Linked DNA regions of Bombyx mori: region 2 is linked to region 1. The links are chromatin contacts, called in public Hi-C maps. All regions are on one chromosome and are shown on one strand. The core of a region is the stretch at or near the end of the contact, and the rest is flanking DNA. Distances in the headings are between cores, read along the strand shown. Region 1 holds the start of LOC101747227 (cystinosin homolog). Region 2 overlaps LOC101747227 (cystinosin homolog).

Region 1 (7,267 bases), core at 3,444-5,943:
TGTGCATAATATAATGTTACATATTTCATTATTAAATTCATTCAAATTTTCAACCAGTTTTATTAAGCAACAATATGTATTTACAAATTTAATAGGTGAATATATGTACTTTTTTAATAATTAGATACTTTCTTACCCTCTGTATTTCTATTTCAACTGTTAATTCTATGATTTTCGGCATATTGATAGCTTCTATTTTTCACTGACATTATAGGAATGAAATCTTGTATTTGAGTACTGACAGTAAATACTTATTAATTTATTTGAATAAAATTCTACATATAATTTCTAGACCGATTAAAACACATAACCGAAATAAAAGTGCTTGGTTTAGTTAAAAAATATTACAATGGGATATGTTTTCGCAAACCTATTTATGTAATTTAAATTATGGTTAAATATTCAAATTGGGTAGCTAGGGTCCAATATTTATATTTAGTTGAAAGTTAGAGACATCCTGACACTAAAGTATTTGGAATTTGAATGTTTATGTCAGTTATGTTTATGTCATTGAAAATACTCTCATTATTATTTTTATTTAAATTACACTTCTTTACACTTCCAAATATTTGGATATTTTGTTGTTTTGTTTTCATTTCATGATTTTTTTAACGATTTTATAGTGTGGTAACAAGCTCTTTAGGCCATTATTTTAAGGAATTTTATGACCTGGTAACTAAGACCTTTGAGTCATGTCTTATTTTAATTTATGTTCTTATTTTTATGAAAAATAATAATATGAAATGAAATGAAGATGATTAATTTGAGACGTTAATCAACTGGGATGAACTTAAATGAAATGATATGGGATGAAATATAATCTCAGTAAAATGGTGGTTATTTAGTACTGAGATTTTCTCAGTAGACTTTTTGGAGAATCCCGAGAAGTTACGTCCAGCGGCTTTGTTTCATTTTCCCACATTTGTGCATTTTCACAGATATTAAACAGTTAATAAACCACCGTTATTACACATTTAAACCCGAAGAAACACTAAATAGACAAAATAAAACAAATCACATAACTTCACTCCGTGCGTTCCCGCCAAAAAGTCTCTTTAAGCCATCAATTCGAACGAAGTTTTATGATTGTATTATTTTTGTATTAGATTTGTATTATTTTGTTAATTTAGTGGTTCTTTGGGTTTAAGCGTAATACCGGTTACTCACATTCGCACGAATACGCAAACCCACAAGACGTGTAAGACGACATTTGCAAATGATTATGCAAAGTTTTTGCTGAATTCGCGGTTTTCCAAGCCGTGTCGGTTTTTTAACAGACATCAAAGCGCGCGAACCGCGATCCTTCGCGTAGTCTCTCACACATTCGTGTGACCAGTTGCGCCCACGATTGCGAAGGCAACGGACGTTTCGCCATTTACATAGATCGTGACGTCTACTGTGTAGCGTATCTTCATCAAAAGAAATCCCATCAAAATAGCATGGCTGTTAATGATGTCTGGGAAAGAATTTAAAACACTTTCTCTTCAATATTCTATTGACGAATTAAAAAGGAGGAGAAAGTCGTGAGACATTCGTAAACAAGTGTAGGAGGAAGCGCAAACGGGTTCGCTAATTGAGTACCGAACCTATTTGCACAGCCGCTAAGTTTGCGAATGAATGTCTGACGGCCCTTCACATGCGCGCGTACACAATTCGTACAATGTACAAATATTCGCGCGCATGTGAGTGGCTGACATAATAATGGTAGCTTATGAAATGTGTGTGGGAACCTTAGTGCACTAGCCTGGAAAAATAAAACAAAGTCGCTGGACGTCAATCAATATCCACTATTCTACTGGGCTTTCATATCGTCTCGTCTTGTTTCATTTCAATTCATTTCATCTAATTATATATGCAAATAAATTAAGTTCATCTCATTTCACTTCATGCACTTTGTCATGTGTGTCGGTTTTGAACAATTAATGGAGATTTATAAAAACTCGGTATTGGCAACGATGGCAATGCCTTCGCCAGAAGTCAATTGCCATCCTTCAAAATAAGAAGGAAGAAAAGACAGACCATAGATAATACATCAAAAACAAAAACAAATATGTAGGTGCGTACTACGTAGGTACCTACCTACCTACTTAACCTAAAATAAAATAAATCCAAGATATATGTACATGTACATACCGTATGTACTTAGGTACCTACTTACCTTTATGTAGTAGGTACCTCATGCATTTAATAAAAAATAGAATTTGTATTATCAATGACCCTTGATTGGTACATACATATAAACAAAATTCCATTTAAACCCTTCATGTAAACAGAATACTCATATTACGTAACTACGTAATTACCTACATCATTATTTATAGTACACACTACACACTACACAGCAAGATCTGAAATAGTTACCTACAAAACAAGAACCTTTCATTTGTTTCTGCAAAATTAATAATACTTCACTCTTTAAAAGAGTAAAATGTCCAAAACCCCAACGGTTATTCATTGGTTTCGCTTAGATTTACGTATTCATGATAACCTTGCCCTTCGCAATGCTATAAATGAAGTAAGTTAATTTCAGTTTCAAATATTATATTTTCCTTCATGATGGTCTTATTCTTTAAGCAATATTTCATGAAGTACTAACGTTTAAATAAGTAGAAATTTACTTCAATTTTTCCAATTTCGCGTTATTGTAGTACTGAACTACTGACAGTACGTTAAGTAGAACATCAGTAATAAATATTTATTTTCAACTTTCAGGCAGAAAACAGAAAACATTTGCTCAGACCAATTTATTTTTTAGATCCAAACATTAAAGATAAAGTAGGCATAAATAGATTGCGGTTTTTGTTACAAAGCTTAGAAGATTTAGATAACAATTTAAAGAAATTAAACACTTGTCTGTATGTTTTGAGAGGAAAAGCTGTGGATCTATTGCCTAAGTTATTTGATGACTGGCAAGTAAAATATTTAACATGTCAAGTGGATATAGATCCTGAGTTTGTACAGCAGGATGAATACATTGAAGACATTGCTGAGAAGAAAGGTGTATTCATTAACAAGAGAGTACAGCATACAGTTTATGATGTACATAAAGTTTTGAGAGAGAACAATGGAGCTGTACCACTCACGTATCAAAAGTTTCTTTCATTAGTAAAGAGCATTAATGTAAAGGAACCAATAGAAATATCTAATGTCTTATCAAGCCACTGCAAGCCAATTGATATACAATCCGAAAACTATAGTATACCCAATTTGAAGGAATTACAAATTGATGAAGAAACATTAGCACCTGTGAAATATCATGGTGGTGAAACAGAAGCTCTTAAACGTTTGAATTTATACATGTCTAAAAAAGAATGGGTTTGTAAATTTGAAAAACCAAATTCATCTCCAAATAGTATTGAACCAAGCACAACAGTACTCAGTCCATATATTAGTCATGGTTGCTTATCAGCAAAACTATTTTATTATAAACTCAAAGAGGTGGAAAATGGTAGACAACACACCTTGCCACCAGTATCTCTGATGGGACAATTAATGTGGCGAGAATTTTATTATACAGCAGGAACTGGTGTAGCCAATTTTGACAAAATGGTTGGTAATGCTATTTGCATTCAAATACCTTGGACAAAAAATGACGCCTTCTTAAAAGCCTGGGCAGAAGGTAAAACTGGTTACCCATTTGTTGATGCAATCATGAGGCAACTGAAACAAGAAGGTTGGATCCATCATTTAGCTAGACACATGGTGGCTTGCTTCTTAACCCGAGGTGATCTCTGGATATCATGGGAAGAAGGAGCTAAAATATTTGAAGATTATCTACTTGATTATGACTGGTCATTGAATGCTGGTAATTGGATGTGGTTGTCAGCTTCTGCATTCTTTTACAAATATTTCAGAGTTTATAGTCCAGTGGCATTTGGTCAGAAAACTGATAAAGAGGGAGTTTACATTAAGAAGTATGTACCTGAATTAAAGAAGTATCCACGAGAATGAAGAAATATAACCATAAAAATATGAACCATGGAAAGCACCTCAGTCAATTCAAAGAAATGCAGGATGTATTATAGGAGAACACTATCCTAAACGAATAGTCAACCATGATACAATACATAAAGAGAATATACAGAAAATGGCAACTGCATATAAACTGAATAGGGAAAAGAAAGCAGTAAAGAGACCAAGATCTTAATTTAGTATGATCTGATTGTTTAATAAGGAATAAGATCTTAATTTTGTTAAGTAATAAATAAATATACATTAAGGTAATTTGAAATGAAAATAATACAGAAGGTAATATAATTACGATTTAACTACCTCAATAAACAGTAATTCTCAACAGTTTTATTAATTCCTGAAACAGTTGAATGTGTTCTGATATGAAATGTTTAGAAAATTATTACATATTATCTTTGGCGATAGGTAGAAGCTTGGAAGTGTTTCTGGTATAGCTTATGTCTATGAGTGTCGGTAATTACTCTCCAAGTTGGGCTGCATTTGTTTTTATTTTGTTAGTTTGATTCTTCTATGTATTTGACAGGTGGGAACATACACTATATATTTTATATATGGAAAATTGTCTGGGGTTGAATACATTTCGCAGACCGACCGTAACACCATCTATTTTATTTCTAGTGTCTACATCAAGTACAACATTAAGAAGGCGCGTTTAAAGCATGTATAAATAAATATTGAAGAAATTAAATGGAAAAACCCTTATGGAATTTGACTCTTAAACCTCAACTGTCAAACATTTACTGTCAAGTGTCAATGTCACATTAAAAATAATTGACATGCGTAAACGATATTAGTTTAAATTAATGGAAATAAATATATAATCGAATGAAATAAAACAAAACAAACATAAAAAATGTCGTACAAATCAAATTGTGTATTACAATTATAGAATGTGAGAAAAATATGAGTTCATGATAATGAGAAATAAACTTCAAAGTGCACCAGCATGATATATTGTCATGGCTAGGCCATGAACGGTGTCTCCTATTTCGCAACATTTCCATCAAGGTAATAAATTAAACAGTTTGAAAAATATTATATTACAATTTCATTCTTCTCACTTATATCTTGCTATTTAGAAAGTAGTACAGTTGAAGTCGTCGAGGCCTAAAGAATAAGACGTCTGGAGCATTCGTATCCTAGCGATGCACCGGTGTTCGAATACCGCTGGCGGGTATCAATTTTTCTAATGAAATACGTACTTAACAATTGTTCACGATTGATTTCCACGGTGAAGGAATAACGTCGTGTAATAAAAATGAAACCTGCTAATTTATAATTTGCGTAACTACTGGTGGTAAGACTTTGTGCGTCCACACGGGTAGGTACCACCGCCCTGCCTATTTCTGCCGTGAAGCAGTAATGCGTATCGGTTTGAAGGGTGGGGCAGCCGTTGTAACTATACTGCATTAACATTGTATATGTCTATGGGCTCCAGTAGCCACTTAATACCAGGTGGGCTGTGAGCTTGTACACACACATCTCAGCAATCCAAAAACAACAAACAGTTAAGTAGGCTTCTCCTCTGCCAAGTAGGCAGTTCAAGTCAAAAAGAGAACTAAAATCACTAATTTAATATAAAACAAGACCTATGTAAAACAATATTAATTTGTGGTATCAGCCTATACCATCACCATAATTCTTTCCACCATCATCACCTCTTCCAGGTGCAAATAATGGGTAGCAGCATTTAGTTGTCATGTTTTGTGAGTATCCATGTAATGTAGGTAATGTAGTGGGTAATGCTGTTCTGTCTAATTCTGCTGCAATACGACTACATGAATGTTCAATGAGAATTAAATTGAATTAGTGTAATAGTTTTTAGTTGTAAATAGTTACTACTACAGAAGTACTTAACACACAACAAAACTACTGAATGAAAGTAAAGTATTTTAAAATTTCATATTGACAGTTTTTTGGTTGTTTGTACCATTTGAATTCGGCATAGACATCTTTCTAATGACATCTTGTGAGTTGTTAGGTTTCTGTGGTTACCAATGGAAAGTAAGTAGCTTACCATATATTGTGACACTATCTATTGAAAATTCTACCTCATGTTTCAATGTATAACTGAGCATAGTATGTGTAGATCTTTTAATTCACAAATACATAAATCACTAATTTTTTCAATCAATTTGAATAAATAAAATATCCCCTATTTTCGAATTGACAGTTTTAGGTTACACAAATTATTAGCTTAAAAACATCTTTTACTTCAGACTGGTTAACATCAGCCTTAAATCATCTAATGTCCAGCAATTTTTTATTATTATTGCTTGTGCGGGCCTACGGTCCACCTGACGGTAAGTGGTTACCATCGCTCATGGACGTCAACAATGCCAGGGACAGAGCCAAGCTGCTGCTTACTGCTAAGTAAGTAAGTAAGTAAGTTATACAGTTATTATTACAACATGAATCTCACAACCCAGCTAGAGACATGAAATTGTATTTCTGTCATACCATTGAAACAGCAAGGAATGATTGTTTCATAGCAAAAATAGATTTGATGTAGCTATCGAACTTGTGAGATTACTCTGTGAGGTAACAATATGGGCACTAACACCAGTAATTAGGCAAATTTGGTAAATTGTGTAGGATTATAGGAAAACTTAAAAATATTGGATAAGGCATTGAATCTTGTGGAATGCAACATGTTATGCAGCCTTAGTATCTCGTCATGGTCCCCACACTCCACTGTACATATCTTACTGACAAGAAGAGTGGATAATTGTAGCACGGTTTTAATCAAATAATTAGATTAAAACATTTTGTCAATTAATAATTTGAATCAAAGTTTCGGAAGAGAGAGAATTCAAGTGAGGCAGGAGGATAAAAAAGGACGTGCTTGGAGAGTAGAACTCCCCCTCGGAATCCTGATGCAACGGTTGTTGGAACAAGACCACTAAAATTCTTAAAGGGTGACCTATCTGAAACCCTGCTAGATAGCGCGTCCAAATTGTACCGTCGCGAAGTTTCTCTAAGATAAAATTAGCAGGTGTCGGTGTATTTTTCCGTTACGCGGTTGTTTTTTAGAAAGATGCACGTAGTGAACGTCGTATTCTGCGCCATTTCATAAATAGGAATTCCGAGGGCACGCGAACCACTTAGATGACCAGGATTCTAGTGAGATCTCCATCTGGATTCTAGTGAGATCTCTATCTCGTTTACCGTCTATACGCCGAAGGATTAGGGCCGAGAGAAAAGAGCACTGTCCTGCCATGCTACGCTCTGTTGGCTTAGCTTTGACTTGGTGTTGCTACTTGCCGAAGCAAGTGAGCTCGGCCAGCACCTGAAC
Region 2 (7,267 bases), core at 2,545-5,044, 41 kb after region 1:
CGTAATCGTAAACGTTTTGTGATAATCTTCGTTGCACGCAGCTAATGCAAATCTTTTGATAAATCACGGTCATGAAACGCTAATATAATTGGAATTATCAGTAATAGCGTCACCACAATAGTGTATTTTATAATATAGATTATAATATAATGTAGATTATAAGTATAATGTAGATTATCAATATAATATAGATTATAAATATTGTACAATAGAGATTACGCTGCTTAGTTTGAAATGGATCGAGGAATGGTTCAAGTCGATTTAGGTTTTTTTAATTAATTTTTAGTGATTATTGGCCGGTACGTATTTTCACATTTTTTTTTATTTGTATATTTTTAGACTACGTACGATTTCTATTATTGTTGTCTAATGAGATAATTCATGTCCAATAGAACTGTATTAAAAAAATGTGACTTGATGTAGGGGTTTTTAAATTCGGAAGCAATTTTTTTTTTCCTGGGAGAAGTCATTCCGATTATTTGCTGGATTTAGGACACGTTTTTTGTAACATAACATGTTTCTTGTTAACATACGTAGGTGTAAATAAAACAATAAACCGCTTTACCGGTAATGGATTTGCATCAAACTTAGATTATACCGAATCATGATAGTAGATGTTATCTGATACGGAAAATTTTAAATAAATATCGATACAGGAAATAATGTTATTACAATAAAATATAAAAGGTTGACATTTCGAAATAACAGGTTCTGATAGTAATTACTCCAATTACAAGGGTCTGTGATATGAGAGGTGTTAGTATTATGCTCGTGTCGAAAATTCAGGTTTTCGCTTTGCATTTCAATATTTTAATACTTTTCTATCATAGGAATGAGAAAAACTCGTATTATGGTAATAAGTGAAGTGAGCTTAGTGTTCAAGACTGCCTGGATTGTGCTTAAGTAACTTGATTACCTAGCAACGTAAGCTAAAAAGTAAGAGGGGATTACAGTCTATGTAAATTAACGCTTTATCTGCTTTTATAGTTTTTATTAATGGTGCCAGTCAATTGTTTTCTATTCGACCGGCTATCGCCCCGGTTATCTACTGAATAACGGTTGGCAAATCTGACATCCATACCACGTGTTTCAGTTTAGATTATTGTGGCTTATTTTACATTTTAGATATTGAATACTTATGTGGGTAAACGGATAAAAAAACATTACGTTTCCGGTATCTAGATTTTTTAAGTATACCTGTATCTGATGATACAATGAAATCCCGTTGTGTTTCTTAGACTATTTTATACTTGTACAGTAGTTTGTTTAGAGATGTTTGGTTGTGTATTTTATTAAATTAATGAAGTAAAGTTCGATCAACAATAGTTACTATTGATGATCGAAGGAAGTAAAGAAACAAGAAAGTTAGTTAAATTAAATGAAGTAGGTAAAGAAGCGGGGATTTTTCCCTCGTAAAATTTTTAAGAGACAGACTGTTAAAATTACAGATTTTTTAAGAGATTTTATGACCTGGTAACTAAGACCTTTAAGTCATGTCTTATTTTACTTTATATTCTTAATTTTATGAAAAATGATAATATGGAGTGAAATGAAATGAAGATGATTAATTTGAGACATTAATCAACTGGGATGAAATTTAATGAAATGAGATGATATGGGATGAAATATAATCGCAGTAAAATGGTGGTCATTTACTGAGATTTTTTCAGTGGACTTTTTGGAGGAACCCGAGAAGTTACGTCCAGCAGCTTTGTTTCATTTTCCCACATTTGTGCACTTTCACAGATATTAAACAGTTAATAAACCACCGTTATTACACATTTAAACCTGAAGAAACACTAAATAGACAAAATAAAACAAATCACACAACTTTACTCCTCGCGTTCCCGCCAAAAAGTCCTTAAAATTACAGAGTAGTTAGCTTAATATAGATTATACACGACACACAGACAAGGCAAAGACGTTAACATTACCTTTTCTACTTGTGCAATCATTCGATTTGTTATGAATAAGGTGTTTTAAGTTTCATTACAATAACTATTTCCATAACAAATCTATATTTTAACGGCCGTCTGGTGTAGTGGTAAGTGACATGGTCACTACACAAGGGGGTTGCGGGTTCGAATCCCGCCAAGGGAAGATATTTGTATGATAAATATAAAATGTCTTTTTCAGGGTTATGGATGTATATTAAATATGTGTATGTGTATAATAAAAATATTACATTTATTTCCGTTATCTGGTACCTGTAACACAAGTTCTATACGAGCTTACCACGGGACCAGTTAACGTGGCGTGATTGTTAGTAAATATTTATTATTTATTATTTATTTATATATATAAAAATGAATTGCTGTTCGTTAGTCTCGCTAAAACTCGAAAACGGCTGGACCGATTTAGCTAATTTTGGTCTTGAATTATTCGTGGAAGTCCAGAGAAGGTTTAAAAGGTAATTAAATATGAAAATGCTCGGAATTAAATAAAAATAGCAATTTTGTTTTCCCTTTGATGTCCCCCCGTCGGACGGATTCCTTTTGTTTGTTTTAAGTTTATTTTATACAAAAGCTTAGATCTTTTATTTCTCGATTGAGGCACTACGAAGTTTGCCGGGTCAACTAGTTATTCAATAAATTCTACTTACTTAGCTCTTTTCTCGAATCGAGTATTTTGCAGGTTATATATTATTATAATTGGATGTTAATAATAGATTTATCGTAAATAGTTTTATCGAGGCTTTTTATCGAAAATGTCACTTGAATAGCGCGCTCGCACAAAATTACCGTACGAAAGGTAAATTGCTTTTGACATTGCCTTGTGGCTCTTGTGTAGGTTGATCGTTAACATTCCGTTGCCATTTAAAGTACGTTGATTGCATTAAGTACTTAAAATCAGTTCTGGATTCAGAGGTTTTCGGTAATCACTTTTGCGGCTTGATAAACAATAGTAGATAAACATTAGTAAAAATCATTTTACAATGTTTTATAGATTTTTAACATCAAATGCATAATTATCGATTAATATATTAATTATTTATCATTAAATTCAAAATGGTTTCTAAGGTAGTTGGATAAATTTGATTATTAGAGTTGATGTGCTACGCGATTTCATTCTTAGAAAGAATGTAAACGCGTCACATTTTTTCAGGATAAATAGTTTGGTGTGACGGCTAGCGTGGTATGGACATGTGATGCGCAGAGAAAAGATGCATGTGACAAGGAGATGTATGGAAATGGTAGTGCAAGGTAGAGGCGGAAGAGGTCGACCGAAGAAGACATGGATGGGGTGTGAATGACGATATGGGAGACAGAGGAATGAGTGTTGAGATGACGGCTGATAGAAGATAATGGCAGACAAAAAAATGCTGTGCTGACCCCGCCTAGTGGGATAAGGTTGAAAAAAAGAAGAGAAGAGTTTGGTGTGACTCTCTTGTTCATACACTACATGTCAATTTGTAGATTCGTTATATAGTATAGCGTAGACTATGTATACTGTGACAACGATCGAATTCGTATTAAGGTGATTTTTGCAAACAGCACATCCGATCTCGTGCGTTTGACTTAAAATTTATTTACATTGGCATAGATACGGGCGGCACTGGCGAAGTCCAAGACATGTTAGTCACTATTAAAGTAAAAAAGCTCAATCGGTTTGATGACAATTTTTTATTTGTTTAAAGTAACTGTAAAGGCAGGTATTCCATAAAGGGGTAATGATAAAGAAGTAAGGTGTAAGGCATAACTTAACAACATGGTTTCAGAGAAGATGACTTCCTTGGCTTTAAGTGAATAAGAATCTTACATCTCTGTCTCCCGATTCACATCTAAAAGATAAGATAAAACAGGTTCTAATAAGCAAAACAACACCGTCAATGACTATCGTAGATGTAAATTGAAGTGGTGTTACGGAATTTAAAGTTCACTTACATACGTATATAATGTACATATGAAGATTTTAAGACCGGATTTTCCTTGATGTAACAAAAACTCAACCACTTTAGTTTATTAGTACTGGCACATGCTAAAGATTATGACCAGTTGCAATGTATTCTCAATAAAAACTGTGCTATACTTTGTTCTGTACATGAGAAAGCATTTATCGCTTATTCGAAACCCGATACTTTTAAACTGAATCGGATGCCGCTAAAAGAAATCGTGTTTCGTGAAGTATTCGAGCTAGGTATTACCGAATTTCCAGTGAAAAGAAAAAGTAACGCGAAACCAATCATTGACTGTTGTAAACATCCTAATTGCATCCCTGTCAATGACCTCGTGCCTCGGATCTCAGTGGCGCGACGTGTAATGACAGATGGCTTTTTGCATTGAACGCTCGGACACGACTGGTTTCTAAACTGGCTTTGTTTAATTGTATATAATGCCTAGTCCACACTTTTCCCTGGCATACAAGTACAAATAAAATTTTTATTTTGATATATGATTGTCTCTTTCGGGAATAAACCAATGTAATATATAAAGTGTGCACAAAAAACTTATATCACTTTGTAAAAACGATGGTTTGTATTCATTTATAACCTTATGTATTTATATACACATTAGCGGACTTAATGTCTAAGGCATTTTCTAACAGTCAGAAAGGTATTGTAAAGAAAGTTATGGTAGATGCATTGGTATATAAATTGAATACGCACACACAACCTATTCTCTGCCAACAAGCTCCGTTGTTTTTGAGAAGTGTGGCAGTATTGGCATAGAAGGCAAGATTGGGTTTATTATGGGTATTTATTATTCTTTCCTGTCAAAAATTCTTAGATAGAAACCAACGAATAAATAATAAGATAGAAACGAACAATATTTTTGTTATAGTGTGACTTAGCATAATCGCCCCTGTCATTTTTGATAGTACTGTTGGAACTGATGCAAACATTTTGCGTTGATAAAATCCAAACGCAAACCCAAAAATGAGATGTCGCAAAAAGTACGTCCGGCATTTGGGAAATATGTTTTTGCATCCTAACATCTACTGGAGTGTGAACAAGTCGTAATAAATCATTGAAGTGCAGCATGTTACTGGGTCTTTTCAAGGTTTGTTCCGTATTGTGGTATTCGTTCTGGATTCTACTACAAACTGTGTTGGTTCAGCTAGTTTATCCGGTGAAACTTGGTTTAGTTTCATTTGAAATCGGGCTTACGGATGCCACAGTCTTCATCAAACTAGATTTATGAAAAAAAAAATCGTTTTGATGGGTAATTGTTAGTGCGACCCTTACTGCTTTTTCTGTAGTAGAAGTACTTTCATCCTAATTTTCAATTCGCCTCGATAATTCCTGTTAAGAATTTCAATGCTCATTGTTTTAGATTGTCAAACTGTCTCATGGTCCACTTGTTATTTAGCGGATAGTATGTCGCTGTCTATTTTTGCTGCGATACATTCTCGTCAATCGAATCCTACCTTAGGTTGGATTTTTTGACAGCAAATGGGCCGGAAAAATATTTCATCAACTATGTAAAAACCTAAACTTGAGAGAATTAGCCAAGATAATGTGTATATTTTGTGTGACTTTTATTTCCTTTGATGGCAGACTGGCGACTGGTTTCCATCGCCCACGTACAAATGCTTACCACAAAACGTGTATTTAACCCCATTGACCTTGCTGTAGGTTTTGGCTGTAAGTTTCCTTATGAAGCAGTATTAATAAGTAAAATCCTTTTACTTTTGGTTTGTTTTCCTTAGCGGCTTAAAATAAAATTTATTTCTATTGTAAGATTCTCTAATGGATAAGGAGTAAATTAGTCCTAAGTTCGAGTACATTTGAACGCCTCAATTTATCCGTAATCTAAAACGCGTCTTAGAAGAGAATGAAGGTTCCGTCAAATTTTCAGCAGTTTACTGCGTTGGTACATAATATATTATGAGCAGAGTCCCTGATATGGGAACTTACTGCATGTTCGATAATAAAAACCGTCGTGCAACGTGCGCCCTCGCAGTTTCCATGGTTGGTCGGTGACGCCCGAAGAAAGACATAAACAAAACAACCGATCCTAGATATTGATTCTTTGAATTTTTTTTCCTACCTAAGCTGATAGCCTTGAGAGGCTATTTCAGCGTAACCTTAGCTAGTAGGTGAGCTTACGGGGCTCAAACCGGAGTGATGCTAACACCGACCCTAGTAAGAGCAGTGCTTCGCAGAATCTACCACCGGATGGGAAACGCGACCCACTGAGAAGATCCGGCGAGAAACTCAGTGGGCTGTGTCTATGGGTTAATCTTTGAGTACTGTAGTAGATTGAGTATAACGAAAGTAATTATTTGGATAGTAACGTATCTATTTGAAAATTATCGTAACAAAAGCCGTGACTGTTTTTCGATTGAAATCATTAATTAAATACAATCAGAATCGATTGGCTAGGTTTATTGTATCGCATGATTATCTGGATTAATTTCTCGTTGTAATTATGTGAAATCATGTTTCACGCTGAGTAAAGTACATTTATATCGAGTCGTTTTCCAAATGAGTTTAGGTAGTGACCGCAAAATTAGCGTCAGCTAAGTACCTATGTACTAAGTAGTAATTTATTTTCTAGGGACAGTCCCTTATTGAGCTCTGAAATACATTTTGCTTTCCGTTCAATTACAGTTAACAAATTTCAGTTAAATATTATTTTAGATATATATTATTTTTTAAATTTTATCTTTAATTATCCATCATCAGTTTACGTGAATCAAACGTGAACAGAGGTTACATACGATATTTATATTTTTTTTATCTCGTTTTATTTTAAGAATTGCACTACCATTGCGATAAGACTAGTCCTTATGGCTAATGAGTTTGAGTGTCAAGATCGCATATCTCTCATGAAAGGATTTAAATGGCATTGTGGGATTTAAGCATTATAATTATTACCATCAATCATCACTGATATTTTTATTACGTGAATAAATAAATTTATATAATAATCTCCATTAATTAGCAGCAGATTTGTTTATCTACTTTTAAGTCGTGAGATTGTTAATTTATTTTTCCCTAATGATCAAAAAGCATGCCGTCAGGCCGTCGACTCTGGTAACCACTGCTCATGTACAGTTTGCAGAATAAAAACGCGTACCGACTCTAATTTCAGGAGACTCATGAATTCACCCTTCTGATGTAAAGAATTCGCATTCGTGAACCGTTCAATCAAAATCAATAAAAATTTACACAGTAAATTCGTAAAATAAAAATTCAACATCTCGTGAACGCGAAATAAACTTTTATTAATCATTAAAAACGAAAACAATTTAAAACGTAATCGAATTGTTCGTTTTATTTTGTGCCACGTGATACGCCGAGTGCTTTGTTACAAGTTCTAAT

What was found. Hi-C and Micro-C count contacts between places; a contact is called where the count stands out from the background.
Region 2: a Hi-C map of posterior silk gland shows a contact between it and region 1, with 1.9 times the contacts expected there. The contact joins the enhancer-like site here to the promoter of LOC101747227 in region 1. A contact is called at or near these places in 2 of 7 Hi-C or Micro-C datasets (posterior silk gland and whole pupa).

Annotation. Positions count from the first base shown.
Region 1 is chr22:4,039,699-4,046,965 of ASM3026992v2, forward strand. It overlaps LOC101747227 (cystinosin homolog), which reads left to right and starts at 4,694. Exons shown (of 10, transcript XM_012695321.4): 1 at 4,694-4,980. It overlaps LOC101735529 (cryptochrome-1), which reads left to right and starts at 2,030. Exons shown (of 2, transcript XM_038018902.2): 1 at 2,030-2,515; 2 at 2,713-4,294. The coding sequence starts at 2,429. The coding sequence ends at 3,951. It overlaps LOC101735668 (spermatogenesis-associated protein 6), which reads right to left and starts at 485. Exons shown (of 7, transcript XM_021351790.3): 1 at 137-485. The coding sequence starts at 181.
Region 2 is chr22:4,081,232-4,088,498 of ASM3026992v2, forward strand. All of the region lies in intron 2 of LOC101747227 (cystinosin homolog), which reads left to right. Among protein-coding and RNA genes, the nearest start is that of LOC101747227, 40 kb to the left of the region's middle. Within about 2 kb of position 3,795, at least 4 of the 8 cell types and tissues checked have open chromatin away from gene starts, as enhancers often do.